2 separate regions of the Sus scrofa genome follow, and region 1 is linked to region 2. A link is a contact called in public HiChIP or PLAC-seq data. All regions are on one chromosome and are shown on one strand. Each heading gives the region's core, a stretch centred on a gene start, on an enhancer-like site or on the middle of the called end of the contact. The rest is flanking DNA. Distances are from core to core; before and after follow the strand shown. Region 1 holds the start of GMNN (geminin). Region 2 holds the start of C7H6orf62.

The links. HiChIP or PLAC-seq counts read pairs in DNA pulled down with a chosen protein or histone mark.
Region 1: an H3K27ac HiChIP or PLAC-seq map of alveolar macrophages shows a contact between it and region 2. The contact joins the promoter of GMNN here to the promoter of C7H6orf62 in region 2. A contact is called at or near these places in 1 of 5 promoter capture datasets (fetal liver), 10 of 47 Hi-C or Micro-C datasets (alveolar macrophages, blood, brain and 4 more) and 1 of 2 datasets of contacts at active chromatin or transcription factors (alveolar macrophages).

What each region holds. Positions count from the first base shown.
Region 1 is chr7:19,581,832-19,588,488 of Sscrofa11.1, reverse strand. It overlaps GMNN (geminin), which reads right to left and starts at 2,521. Exons shown (of 7, transcript XM_003128203.5): 1 at 2,345-2,521; 2 at 90-147. The coding sequence starts at 140.
Region 2 is chr7:19,521,001-19,528,054 of Sscrofa11.1, reverse strand. It overlaps C7H6orf62, which reads left to right and starts at 3,150. Exons shown (of 5, transcript XM_001928389.6): 1 at 3,150-5,553. The coding sequence starts at 5,425. It also overlaps the pseudogene LOC110261734.

The DNA.
Region 1 (6,657 bases), core at 1,272-3,771, 61 kb before region 2:
CAGGTAATATATAACATGTGACTAAATTGTGTCAAAAAACATCTAACCATATGCTCTCTACAAGAGATTAAAGTGATTGCATCACATACCTTTACATTCTCTTGGATTCCTTCCTGTTTCTGCTTCATGCTGGGATTCATTATACACCTGGTCAGGAACAGAAGACTGCACATTCAAAAGCAGAATACAGACTGCATGAAAAGGTTTTTTTTGTTGTTGAAAGTACAATCATAAAAATCAAAACAATCAAAGAAAAATGATGGAATTATCATTTCTCATTGTGCCCAAACTCAGCTCTGTCACTTGTTAAAGTGCCTAAAGCTAGTGACTCTTAGTATCTCTATACACATAAACACAACACACACACACAATTCTACCTAGAAGAATACTGCTATAAAAGGAAAAATCTGTATTCTAAACAAATTTACAAAACATGTTGGTGACCTGGATTAAATACAGAAAGATGTGGAAAATGGTCACCAGGAAGAACAAACCTGAGACTTGGGTATGCCCAAGTCTATGTATTAAAGAAGAGCATCCTAACTTTGCTGTTTCACAGATTTAAGCTATCATAAACTTGGCTCTGGAAACCAGCAATAGCTTAACTGTGACTTAATATCCAGTCAAATTAGATTATGTATTTATATTTGCAGGCAATGTTTAACCACCACCACACATGGAGACACTGATGGAAGCAAAGAAAAGGGAGCAGGGAACAAAGCGGTATGTAATGTTGCTAAACCACTGGGCCAGACTCACTCCAAACATAACTCTGAACTTCCCAGCCAAGAACAGATCTTCCTGATTTCTGTGGTCCTGCCTTCCTTTACTCAGTGCAGTGGCTTTCTAACTTTTGACTATGATCCATCTCGCGTGAATACATTTTATAAACCGTGCCCTAGGGCACACAAATGCCAACGAAAAAGCTTAGGAAACAAAGCTTCACCTAATTGTGTGATGTACCCTATTTTCCATTCTATTTCATGTTAAGCAAATGCTGGTCAGGACCAACTAAACTGAGCCAGGACAATGATTTCCAAACTGCGGGTGGCAGCCTGGGATTCCAAAATCACTTAGTAGGTGTTTGAAAAAATGTAACTGAACAAAACTGAAGAGATGAGAAAACATCAAAATGCATGGCATGTGAGTAATAAATAGTGTTTCGTGAAGGTTCTAATTTAGTTGGAGGGTTGAGTCCTAAACCGTTATGTGAAAAATGTGCTTTAGTATATGCCACGATTTTAAAAGATGAACAGCAACAAGAATCAAGTCTTCACGTAGGAGTTCCCGTCGTGGCTCAGTGGTTAACAAATCCGACTAGGAACCATGAAGTTGAGAGTTCGATCCCTGCCCTTGCTCAGTGGGTTAACGATCTGGCGTTGCCGTGAGCTGTGGTGTAGGTTGCAGACTCGGCTTGGATCCTGCCTTGCTGTGGCTCTGGCGTAGGCTGGCAGCTAGCTGCCAGCTCCGATTCGACCGCTAGCCTGGGAACCTCCATATGCCGCGGGGGCGGCCCAAGAAAATGGCAAAAAAGACAACAACACAAAAAAGTCTTCACTTGTTCATTACACTCCCGCCAACAACCTTACACCCTCACTTACTTTTTATTACCTAGGGTTTTTTTTTATTTAATTTTTTTTGGCCGCACCCGCAGTATGTGGAAGTTCCTGGGCCACAGATCGAATCTAAGCCGCTACAGCGACAATCCGGTTCCAAAACCCGCTGCGCCACAAGGGAACTACCTTATCTAATTTTTTAAAATAATTAGATTGAACTCTAGCATAGCACTGGGTTCTAGGAAATTCTGATAAACAGGTGAAACTAAATGTCATCAAGTCCAGTTTTTTTTAAATGAGAGACGCGGAATTCAGGGACACCCCTCGGGTCACCGCCAGTTGCTTACTGGTCAAGAGGGTGGTCCGCCTCATCCCGAAAGCCAGGCACGCCCAAGCTGGTGTCCTCACACGAACCAGCTGCACACAAGCCACCCCGCGACCCCGCCACCTAGTCCTGGGGACACAGGGAGGGAGAAACCAGCAAGGGGCGGACAATCCGGGCCGCGCGCCGGGGCCCTCCAACCGCAGAGCGCGCGTCAGGGACGGCGCGCGCCAGCCAATAGCGAGCGCGGAGGAACAGCGCGCCAAAAACCGACCTAACCAATGGGGCAGCCCCGAGCCTCACCTCCTTCCCCCCCGTCCCGGCTGCCGGGACGGTTCAACAGTCCTTTCACTAAGACTCCGGCAGCTGTCACCGGAGTGCGCGACTTCCGGCCGGCCGAAGCCCAAAGTGGCTCGTCCAGCAGCCTCTGCGACCCACTCTCTCTGGTCACCTCTCTCACACTTACCGGGTGGAAGCAGGAAATCCTTGTAACGAACGCAGGTAGCTGTGGTAGCGGCGCCTCGCAGAGGGTCCAAAACCAACCCGCGTTCGTACCCACAGGGGCTGGACTCCTGCCGGGTGGCGACTGTAAAAGAGTAAAACTCCACCCTCCGGCTCCGGGCGGCCACGTGACCGTCTGGCGCGTGACGGAGGGCGGGGCCACCTGAATCCGGCGAATGGCCTTTCGCCTCCGCCCTCTTCGGCCCCCTTCCCTTTTCTGCGCCTGCGCGTAGGGCGTAGCAGGTATTTGGGTCGGGAAGTCGGCGGTCTTAACTCCGTGGGTCACTTGTACCCTCGGCTTTTGCACTTCGACCTGCACTGGGAACTTCCTCCAGATTCGAATGTTTTTTTTGCTCTTTACAAGCGGGGCAAAGGTCTGCCCCCGCTAGACAAACATCGGGAGAACAAAATATTTTATATATAGTACAGGACTTGTTCTGTAAAGCCTTCGATCCACGGCCTCCTAAATGTGTTAAGACCGTTTATATTTTGGCGCTTTGTATATGACTATATTGTGTTGTAGTAGTGCCAGAAGGCCTAATCCTGCAAGGAATACTAATAGTCATCCTAATATTCGTACAAAGTACTGTTCTAGGCACCGGAATGCAATGGCTATTGCAATTTGAAGGAGCAGAAAAACCTAAGTGATAATTGCGTCTAGCTTTTTTTTTTTTTTTCTAGTCATTTCACAAACTTCTCAACTTTCTGGGCATAGTACATTTCAGTTTATCAGGGTATTGTTAAATCTTTTTTTACACCAACCATAGCTATTAATACAAGTCTTTTTTCCCATTTCTTAACTTTGGTGGGATTGTCATTCTCAGAAGGAAAGAAGTATCTCCTGACTATGCTTAGCACCGCCTTTAGGAAATGTTTTGTTAGCCCCATACCCTGCCATCCTGCGTGCCCACCTCCTGCCACCTGCACCACTGGAATTCTTTTTGAAAGAGCTCAAAGTATACAAAGCATAGTCCTAGGATTCTAGTTTTCTTTGGGGGAAAATGTAGCGTGAAAATCTAAATTCTAAATAAGGGAAACAATCCATTGGTTGGAGAGCTATCCCTAGACGACTGTGTTTCCAGAGTAAAAATTCTGATGATCAGCGTGGTAAGTATAAGTACTGTGTAATTTGACTTTGAAACACCAGCCAGTCAAAGTAGTAAATCTGACTTCTAATTTCTTCGTTCAGCCACGTGGTAAAAAGACATCACTGATGAAAAGAGCCCGAATAGTAAGTATATATTAAAAATATATAAAAAGTTACATTCAGGTAGTCTGTACTAAGTATAGCATAAAGCAGAGTACCTAATGTTATTTCTTTCCAGAACGAAAAAGCTGGGAGAGAAAAATGTCTTCCATATGAAAGTGATAACCAAACCAGAAGGCTAGAACCTAGAGGTTACCATAGTTAGAAATCTACAGAGGCAATAAGAGAATTGAGTTTCTAGATGTATCATGAAGCCCACCTACCCCCAATGTTATATGTAGTTGCTAATACTATTGGTTAGTTTTGGAAAGGCATGGAGAGACTTTTACTTTATTCATTTTAGTGTTGTTTGACTTTTTTTAAGTTCAACATAAAGGAAATGATGCCTTCTTTAGGAAAAAATTGTGAAGCCCCCAGATTTTGAAGCGTTTCACCCTCTGCTTTGCCTCCTAAATGAGTGGATGTAACAAATTAACTAATTCAGCTTTATACCTGTGCAGTTCAGTTGGGTGGCCACTAGCCACTTGATAGCTTTTGAGCACTTGAAATGTGGCTAGTCTTCATTGAAAAGTGCTGTCATGTAAAATACATATCAGATTTCAAAGAGCTAGTATGAAAAGAACGTGAAATATTTCCATGATTTTTTGTATTGAGTATGTGTTGAAATAATCTTTGGATATATTGAGTTGAATACAAATATTGTTAAAATTAACTTCCCTTTTTTTTAACATGGCTACCAGAAAAAAAATTTTAATTATAGATGTGGTTTGCATTTGCATCTCACATTTTATTTCCGTGGGGCCTTGCTGCTCTAAACTACCCTAATGTATGTAATCCTCCTGAATCTTTTCAGTAGCCCTGTGAGGTAAATGTTTTCTACTCTCTTTTTTACAACTCAGAGGCTAAGTCATGAGTCCAAGATCTCATACAGGTAGGCAGTGGTAGACTGAGACTTTACGTCTTCTGACTCAGAGTTCACATATGGTGGAGTTCCCCTGGTGGCTCAGTGGTTAATGAATCCGACTAGGAACCATGAGGTTGCGGGTTCGATCCCTGGCCTTGCTCAGTGGGTTAAGGATCCGGTGTTTCCGTGAGCTGTGGTGTGGGTTGCAGACGCGGCTTGGATCTTGCTTCGACTCTGGCATAGCCTGGCCACTGCAGCTCCAATTAGACCCCTAGCCTGGGAGCCTCCATAGGCCATGGGTGTGGCCCTAAAAAAGCTAAATAAATAAATAAATAAATAAAACTATTCCTCAAGAGTCAGAGGATCCTCAAGCCCCCAAAGTACTGGTGACTGTCTCCAAAATACATGTTTTCACATTGCTTTTTAAGAACAATTTCTAAGAAAATAATTTTGCAGGTATCTGGGAAAAAGTTATAAGTAGTTAATCTTTAATTAGAGTTTTTCTCCGGAATCCAAATATAGTGTCTTATCTGGTCTTATCTTCGGTAGGAAACCGTGGGTATTGACAGGGTTAAGTTTAAGCAGTAACTGTGGCTCACATATAAAGGGGGAGGGAGGATCATGAAATAGGAATGAAGATAATAGCATGTGTTTAAAAAATTAAAATTGCCCCAAAGGACAGTAGCCAGACATGTTCAGGAAGGTACAGGAGACCTTCTGGGTCGTTGGCTTCCCAGTACAGGAAGAGGCAGGTCAAGTAAGCTACATTACATCTCCCCTCTTAGTAGCTTTCAGGACAAGTTTCCATCAGCCAGTAAAAAGAACAAGTCTATTCTACTTTGGGGGAGAAATTTTATCAGTTATTACAGGTTTCAGTTTAATAAAATATCTCAGATTGCATGCAACAGACACTAACTGGTTAACATCAGAAAAAAGAGAACATTCATGGAGGGGGAAGGGGAGAAATCATGAGGACAGCTCTGGGGACTTCAACAGCAGGGGTCATTAGACTCTGTCTCTGGGATCTTCCCATTAGTGTAATGTAGCTCCAGTGACAGTCTGTGTCCCTATGATCCACACTTCATATTCCTGGGAAAGAGAATCTTATTGGCTCTGCTTGGGACAAGTGGTCCAATAAGGTCTGGCTGAGATGTGTGCAGAGCCAAGGTGTCCTGGTACACTGTCCCTAAATACACCGTATCCCCCCACCCCAGGTGTAAGGGCTGCTCCTGGAGAAGAGTGGATGGCGGCTACCCTAAGAGGCCTCCTTCAGGCATTAAAAATAGATAACAAGTTCACTAAAGATCACCACACTCAGAGGGTGGAGGTAAAATGACTTAAGAAATAACTTAGGATGGACCTTTGCATTTGAGCCGGGAGTAGACTCTTTAGTCATTGAACTCTTTACCTGTCAGTTCCTGCTACTCTGGAAAGTAGAGAAAAGCAGGGATGTTCCTTATAAAAATGAACTTAGTGACCAGCAGAGAAAGTAAGTCTAAGTATTGAAAGTGGAAAATGCAAGGGTGAACTCAACTAATCAAAAGCTGTTGAGGGAGTTCCTGCTGTGGCACAGTGGAGTTGGCAGTTTCTCTGCAGCATCAGGTTCCAGTCCTGGCCTGGCCTACTGGGTTAAAGGATCTGGTGTTGCCACAGCTACAGCCAGAAACTGTGGCTCAGATCTGATCCCTGGCCCGAGAAGGCTAAAGGCATCTGAAAGGAAGGAAGGGAGGGAGGAAGGAAGGAAGGAAGGAAGGAAAGCAAGCAAACAAGCAAGCAAGCACTCGAGGAGCTCTCTGATGGCCTAGTGGTTAAGGACTTGGCATTGTCACTGCTGTGGCTCGGGTTCAGTCCCTAGCCTGGGAACTTCTGTATATTGTGAGCACAACCATCCCACCTCCCAAATAGTAGTTGAGGCCAAGGAAACCTTTGGGGGGTCATGGATACGCTCTATATCTTGATTGTGGTGGTGATGGCTGTATAATTACTGAAACATGGTCAGCTGTGTACTTGGGTGAATTTTACCGTGTGTAAATCACATCCTAATAACTCTAGAAAATAAAACAGGCAGGTCTCTGGGAGAGATTGCCTGGAGGCTAAAGGAGCATATGGATAGGACCCCTCACTTGTAGGGGCCACCTTATCTGCCACCAGGTGACTCTGCTTCAGC
Region 2 (7,054 bases), core at 1,901-4,400:
CAAAATTAAAAACTTTTGTGTTGAAAAGACCCCACACCAAGAAAAGGCAAACCCATAACCCACAGAATGTGAGAAAATATTTGCAAATTATATATCTGATGAGATTGTATAATGAAAAGGCAAGTAACCCAACTCTAAAAAAAAAAAATGAGCAAAATCTCTGAAGAGAGATTCTCCAAAGAAAATAGAGTGACCAAAATACATGAAAAGGTGCTCAACACCATTAATTATTAGGGAAAGGCAAATAAAAACCAATATGAGATACCCACTTCACACCCACTAGGATGACTATAATCAAAAAGACATTTAATAGGAGTTCCCGTTGTGGCTCAGTGGAAATGAATCCTACTAGTAACTATGAAGTTATGGGTTTGATCCCTGGCCTCGCTCAGTGGGTTAAGGATCTGGCGTTGCCATGAGCTGTGGTGTAGGTCAAAGATGGGGCTTGGATCCTGTGTTGCTATGGCTGTGGTGTAGGCCGGCAGCTATAGCTCTGATTTGACCCCTAGCCTGGGAACCTCCATATGCCAAGGATGCAGCCCTAAAAAGCAAAAAAAAAAAAAAAAAAAGACATTTCATAACAAGGATGTAGAGAAATTAGAGCGCTCATACACTGCTGTCTAGAATCTAAAATGGTGCTACCACTTGGTAAAAACAGTCTGGCAGTTTCTCAAATGGTTGAAGATAGAGTTAACATTTGCCCCAGTAACTCCACTCAAGAGAATAGAAAATATAAGTCTACACAAAAACCATGGCACCGAGAAGTTCCTGGGCCAGGGATCAAACCTGAGGACCAACAGTATCCAGAGCCACATCAGCGACAACACTGGATCCTCAACCTACTGAGCCACCATAGAGGACTCCTGATTTGTACACTTTAAATAGATAAATTCTGTGGTGTGTGAATTACATTTCTAAGGAAGTTTTTATTTTTAATCTTCTATGGCAATGAGCATGGATACAAATCGGGGCCAGATCAAGAAGACATGAACAAATATTAGTGAGGCAGAGGAGTTACTGATTATACAAGTTTCTTATCAGATATGTAATTGCAAATTTTTCCCCCTTTTAGGGCCACACCTGAGGGATATGGAAGTTCACAGGCTAGGGATCGAACCAGAGCTGCCAGCCTACAACACAGCCATAGGAATACCAGATCTGAGCCTTGTCTGAGAACTTCACCACAGCTCACAGCAATGCTGGATCATTTAACCTACTGAACAAGACCAGGGATCAAAGCCAAATCCTCATGGATCCTAGAGTCCGGTTCGTTGCCGATGAGCCACAATGGGAACTCTTATAATTGTAAATATTTCCTCACATTCTGTGGGTTGTGTGTGGGTTTGACCTTTCTTGGTGTGGTGGTGTTTGCAACACAAGTTTTTAATTTTGTTTAAGTCCATTTTATCTGTTTTTTTTCTTTTGTTTCTTTTATGGTTTTTTTGTTTGTTTGTTTTTGTCTTTTTAGGGCCGATCCTTGGCATATGGAGGTTCCCAGGCTAGGGGTCAAATCAGAGCTGTAGCTGCCAGCCTACACCACAGCCATAGCAACACAGGATCCAAGCCCCATCTTTGACCTACACCACAGCTCATAGCAAGCCGGATCCTTAACCCACTGAGTGAGGCCAGGCATCAAACCTGAAACCTCATAGTTCCTAGTGGGATTCATTTCCCCTTTGCCACGACGGGAGCTCCTCTTTTATGTTTTTTTTAAAACAATGTCATAAACTGCCAGAAATCCTCAATTTTACCCATGTGAGTTTTCTTAACAGTTATCATTATGTGATTGCGAAATTCAATCAGGGAAAATACTAGCCAAATGCTAGATTTATCTTTCAAGGTTAATAATCATTTGGAAACCTCAGGAATCTCACCCTTAAGTTGTGAACAATTTATTCTAAGGGTCAAATTATTATTTTGGCTCATAGGTGAAAAAAATATCATTATAGGCAATCTATTTTGATTTTACCAAGTGAAGGGCAGTAATATGGACAATCAAGAGAGTTCTAAAATTTCATCAGAGAGTAGGTCATAAAGGATTATGTAGGTTTTGCTTTTGTTGAAGGTTGACCTTAGCTGATTACTTTTTTTTTTTTTCTGATTATTTAACTGAGTTTTTATAGGCACGTTGGAGCTCTGAAAATTGGGACTCAGTGCCCCTTGGTGCCAAAGACGTGTGATCAGAGATGTGTGAGTCCGTCTCCCAGTCCCCTCTCTTCATATTTTGAGGAAGACAGAAAACCACGTAAGGGACAAGCCCTAAGTCTAGGGTCCTGAGGGATCACCATAGAAATTGTGTTGTATAAAGTAGGTTTAAAATGCTCCACGAGGCAGGTCAGCCGTTTCTCTCCTAAGGCACGGCAGCAACGCTCCAACGGCGTCTTCGACCTTTTAACGCCCTCTCTCCCTGCGCACGTGGCGAGGTGGGGGACAGAGCCTTGTGCGACGGAGCCAGCGTGCAGCAGAAAGCATGAGCCACCTTCTGTGCACGCTGTTTAGATTCCAAGTATTGGAGATTAACTCTCAGTAGCAGGATACCGCGGGGCCGACCCCCCCCCCAAAAGGACTACCAATCAGTGGGTTAGAAATAAAGCCACTACGAGGAAAAAGGAGAATCTCCGCCTACTCGTCCAATACACACTTTCTTTTCCTCCTTCACCCCGCCCCACCTTCGCAGACTCTCCGCCCACCGGCTCCGCCCCGTCCTCCCGCGCCCAGCCGGAGTCTCCAAGGCGGAGACCCGGGAAGAGAGAGCCCATCCGGGTGCCTGGTCGGGGAGGGCATAAGGGCGTGGCTTTATGACGACGGCGGTGGGAGGGTGGCGAGTGGCCAACTCCGGAGACTGGGCCCTCCTGACAGAGGGGGCGGAGGGAGAATGGGTAGTTCCTTTCCACGCCCTATGGAAACTCCCTACTGGGCAAGAGGGGAGTCTTCATCCTCAAACTCCCCTTTGAGGCGGGAATATTACCTAAAAAGTTTAATTTCAAAGAGTCACCCTTTTAAAAGCTTGCTCACACCTTCTCCTGCTCTTCTTTCCTTCTTCCTTGATAACCACACAAAGCTTCCTACTCCCACCAGTCTTTTCTCCCCCTTCACTTCTGCGCAGATGGAGGCGGCCCGCGGGGGTGCGCCGCCGCAGAGAGTTCTGGGCGGTGCCGGTGAGGGGCGGGTGACGCAGCGGCCGTCGCTGCCATTTTAAGTTGTTTGTTCTCGCGTCCCTGCTCAAACGCGATTCTGCCCCGGATCCGGGAGGCGCCCGAGGTCGCTGCCGCCGCTTCCGCAGCCACCGGTGGGGGGGATCGAGGCTGGGTCACCGCGGACGCCCACCCTTCGCTTCGGCTTTTCCCCCCTCCGGGTTTCCTCGACCTTATTTCCTGAGAGACGGGACGCGACCCTTGGGGAGAAGAAAGACTCCAGAGCAGATGCTGGAACTGCAATAACTTTATTTGGGGGGGTTTACTTCGCTGACAGACCCCCTTAGCGCAGGGCTCCCCTCCCTTTTTCCCCTCCCCCCCGCCGCCAGTACAACTCCGACCCCCCCCTCTTCCTCCTCATTCCTCTTCCTGCTCCTCTCTTTCTCTCGTCGTCTCCGCCGTCCCCGCGTCCTTCCCCCTTCGCCGCCGCCCGGGGCGCCGAGCCAGACTATGGGGCCCAGGTCGGGGCTGAGCGGCGGCAGCAGCGCGGGCGGCCCGGTCACAGTGCGCACTGCAGCGGGGATGGAGGGGCTCAGTTGGCTGGTGGTTTTCTCTTGACATGGCTCCTGCCCGTGCTGCGAGCAGCGCCCCCGCCGCCGCCTTCTCTTCCGCCGCCGCCGCCACCGCTCCGCCCGCAGGCTGCGGCTAGAGGGCCCGAACCCCGCCCGAGAGTCGGTCAGTGAGTCCCGGTCTCCGCGGGGACAGGGAGGGGACTTCCCCGTCACCCACCCCAGCTATCTGGGGTCCACCCCCTGCCCCTTGGGGAAGCCAACTAACGACCCCGCCCTAAACGATCCAAACTGGGGAAACATGGTCTGTTCCACGTGAGAGCTAGCGGAATCCGGGAACTTGTTTTCTTTTTTTCTTGGGGGGGTGGGCATACTTTAAAAAGTAATTAATATTAACGCAACTATTTTCTTTTCTTCCCACTGATCTTTCCCATTTACCCTCTCCCGCCTCCTCTACCCGGGCGGGTATTGTTGCCACGATGAAATGAGTGAAAACTCGAGTGATCCAGTGTCTCCCGTGGTGCGAGTGAGTCGCTGCAGCTGAAGGCAAAGGGTGGGGGTGGGACCTGGGAGGTGGAAGGCAGGTGGTCCCCGGGCACTGCCTGGGATTTGGGAGAAGAACCCGCCACCTTTGCCTCAGCAATGCTCGCAAGAAGATAAGTTGCACTCCCCACGGTCTTGCACGGGGGCAAATTCATAGGGAAGGCTCCCTCGGGGCATGTAGGACTCATTGCAGGACTGGGGCTGTTGGGAACCCGGGCATTAATCAGGTCTAACCACAGAGCCGGAATCATTATATCGTATTAAGCCCCCCTTTCCCTCTGCCATCATGATTCTCCTTGGCAGCAGCATTAGCAGCCGCCTGAGGGTGAAAATGTGGGTGATGGGGAAGTTGGCAGTGACTCCGCTGTTTTTTCTTATGGCTCCTTTGGGCAACAGCTGCCCGCCCCCGGTATACACTGTAGTTGATTGCAGGGAAACCCTGTACCTCTCCCCTTCCTTCTCTACCGATTTTGCACTTTTCTCTTTGCTCACTACCAAGTGTAATCAATAACAGGCACTGACAATACATAGCAATAGTGAAATCTGAAATAACTAAGAGTTAATTAGGTACCACAGCCATGGATCTGGTTGGGTAAAATTCAATTGGATATTTCAGTTTCATTCGCCTACCCTGTTTTGGTGTTTGGGGGGATTATTTTGGTGGCTTTTTTTTACTTTTTTTTGATATTTGGAAAGGATTACATTCCCCCTCCCTATTCCTTTTCATGATCTCTTCTCCAAAAAAAGGGAAAAAAATCCGGATGGATTTTAAGGATTGGACTGGTGTCAGCTGTGTTTTATTGCACACCTAAATCCTATTAATAGGTTTTTCATTTTCCCCACCTTTATTTTGGCAGTTGAGCCAAATGTGTTTTCTAAAAAGTTAGTTCAAGCATTTCCTCCTCTTTCTTTCCTTCCTCCCTTTCCTTTTTCCCATCCAATCCCAAACTTTATTGTCCAAACATGACTGGACAGCAGCTTTTGTTTCTTGACCCTGTAATATGACAGTCTGCTAATATTGCCAGAAGGTGCAGTTTTTTGGTTACAGTCCTGATTTTAGCTATCCAATCATATTAGCAGGAAAAAAATGACTTGTTTCTGTTGTACTTGAGTCTTAAGAAAAGTGCCCATAGTTTAGTGACAATTTCCAAAGGCTTTAGTACCACCTGTATTTCAAAATGGGGGACCCAAACTCCCGGAAGAAACAAGCTCTGAACAGACTACGTGCTCAGCTTAGAAAGAAAAAAGAATCTCTAGCTGACCAGTTTGACTTCAAGATGTATATTGCCTTTGTATTCAAGGAGAAGGTAATTTAAAGTTCTTAATGTGAATTAGCCCAAGTGATTATTCTAAGTGTATAAAGTTGTTAGGTTAAAGAGTGGTTGACAAGTCTACATTTGTATGCTTTGACCCTTAAGGGGTGTTCTCTCGGAGGAGTTGTGGTATAACTGAATGGAAGGCTTCAGTACTCATTGGTTTGGAAATAATTCCAAAGCTTTAGTATAGATCCACTTTTAGTTAACGTGAGGTGGGTAACATCGTCAAGCTCATTTATGTTTTACAATATATTTCCTTTACCTGGAGTTACATAGAGAACTTGATAACTGAATTTAAAGACTGTCTATAGAATATTTGAAAGTAATAGAATCAAAATATTTATATGCTGAGAGCAGCCTGGTTCTTCAGCTCCATGTTGTAGGTGCTTTTTCTCATGGTACATGTAATGAAATAAAAGTGTGCCTTCATTTTTAGCAACAGTAAATTACTGTAATGGTTAATTTGTGTTTAGAAGTGCAATTTATTAAGAATGACCAAAAGCAGTTTAATTTTTTGGTTTTTTTGGTCTTAATCAGGATTAATTCCACACTTCAGAAGCAAATAATGGGTTGTGAATAGTCAAGGAGAACATAATAAAAGCAATGTTTGTGGGGAGGAATTCCCTCATGGCCTGGCAGGTTAAGGATCTGATGTTGTCAGTGATGGCTCTGGAACTTCTACACCTGGGCACAGCCAAAAAAAAAAAAAAGCAGTAGATTTTTCTGCAACTTAAATGGATAGTTTGTTAATCGATCTATATTTGAATGAGGTTAGATGATGACATTAAGGGAATACTACTTTGATTTGGGGCTTAAATTATGAGCTAATTTCACATCAGAAACATCTTGGTATGGTATCTATTTGATACTTGAAAGTTTCCTGATTTTTATCCTACTGTTATTAGTATTTAAGAATGCTCTTAGCTGCTAGAGTATAGCATTTTAGAGTGTTTTCACAAGTGGTTGGTTTTGAAATGATTGTCCCAAATAGGGCAGTATCATGGGTTTACTTTTTTTTGTTGTTAGTAAGTTGACTGCAGAATTGATAAGAAGAGATAATTACAAGCAATTATAATGTAGGTTCACTGGAAAAAATACAAGATGTGAGTAGTGAGACTATATCTTTGCATTTGATCATTAAGATGTCTCAGATTACACCACCTAGTTCTTCTAATGCCTATGAAAACCTGCTTTTATTCTATGGCCAGACAGTACTCAGGCAGTTGTCCTGAGCAGTTCTGAATTCTGTAACCTAAATTGATGAGCCCTTGGTCTTAACTAAATTTGAAGACTTTTTTTAAACTAAATTTGGTAGACATTTTTTTTCCCTTCCTTTGAATATTGACACTTGTAGTTATATAATATCCAGAAGGAGTAATGGAAATTGACCCTTTCAAGGAATAAAACAGTTAATTTGTCTTAAGAGCTTTGTTTTTAAACGGAGATTGTAATTTTGCTGTCTGTAGAACCAGTTAAATTATATCAAGGGTAA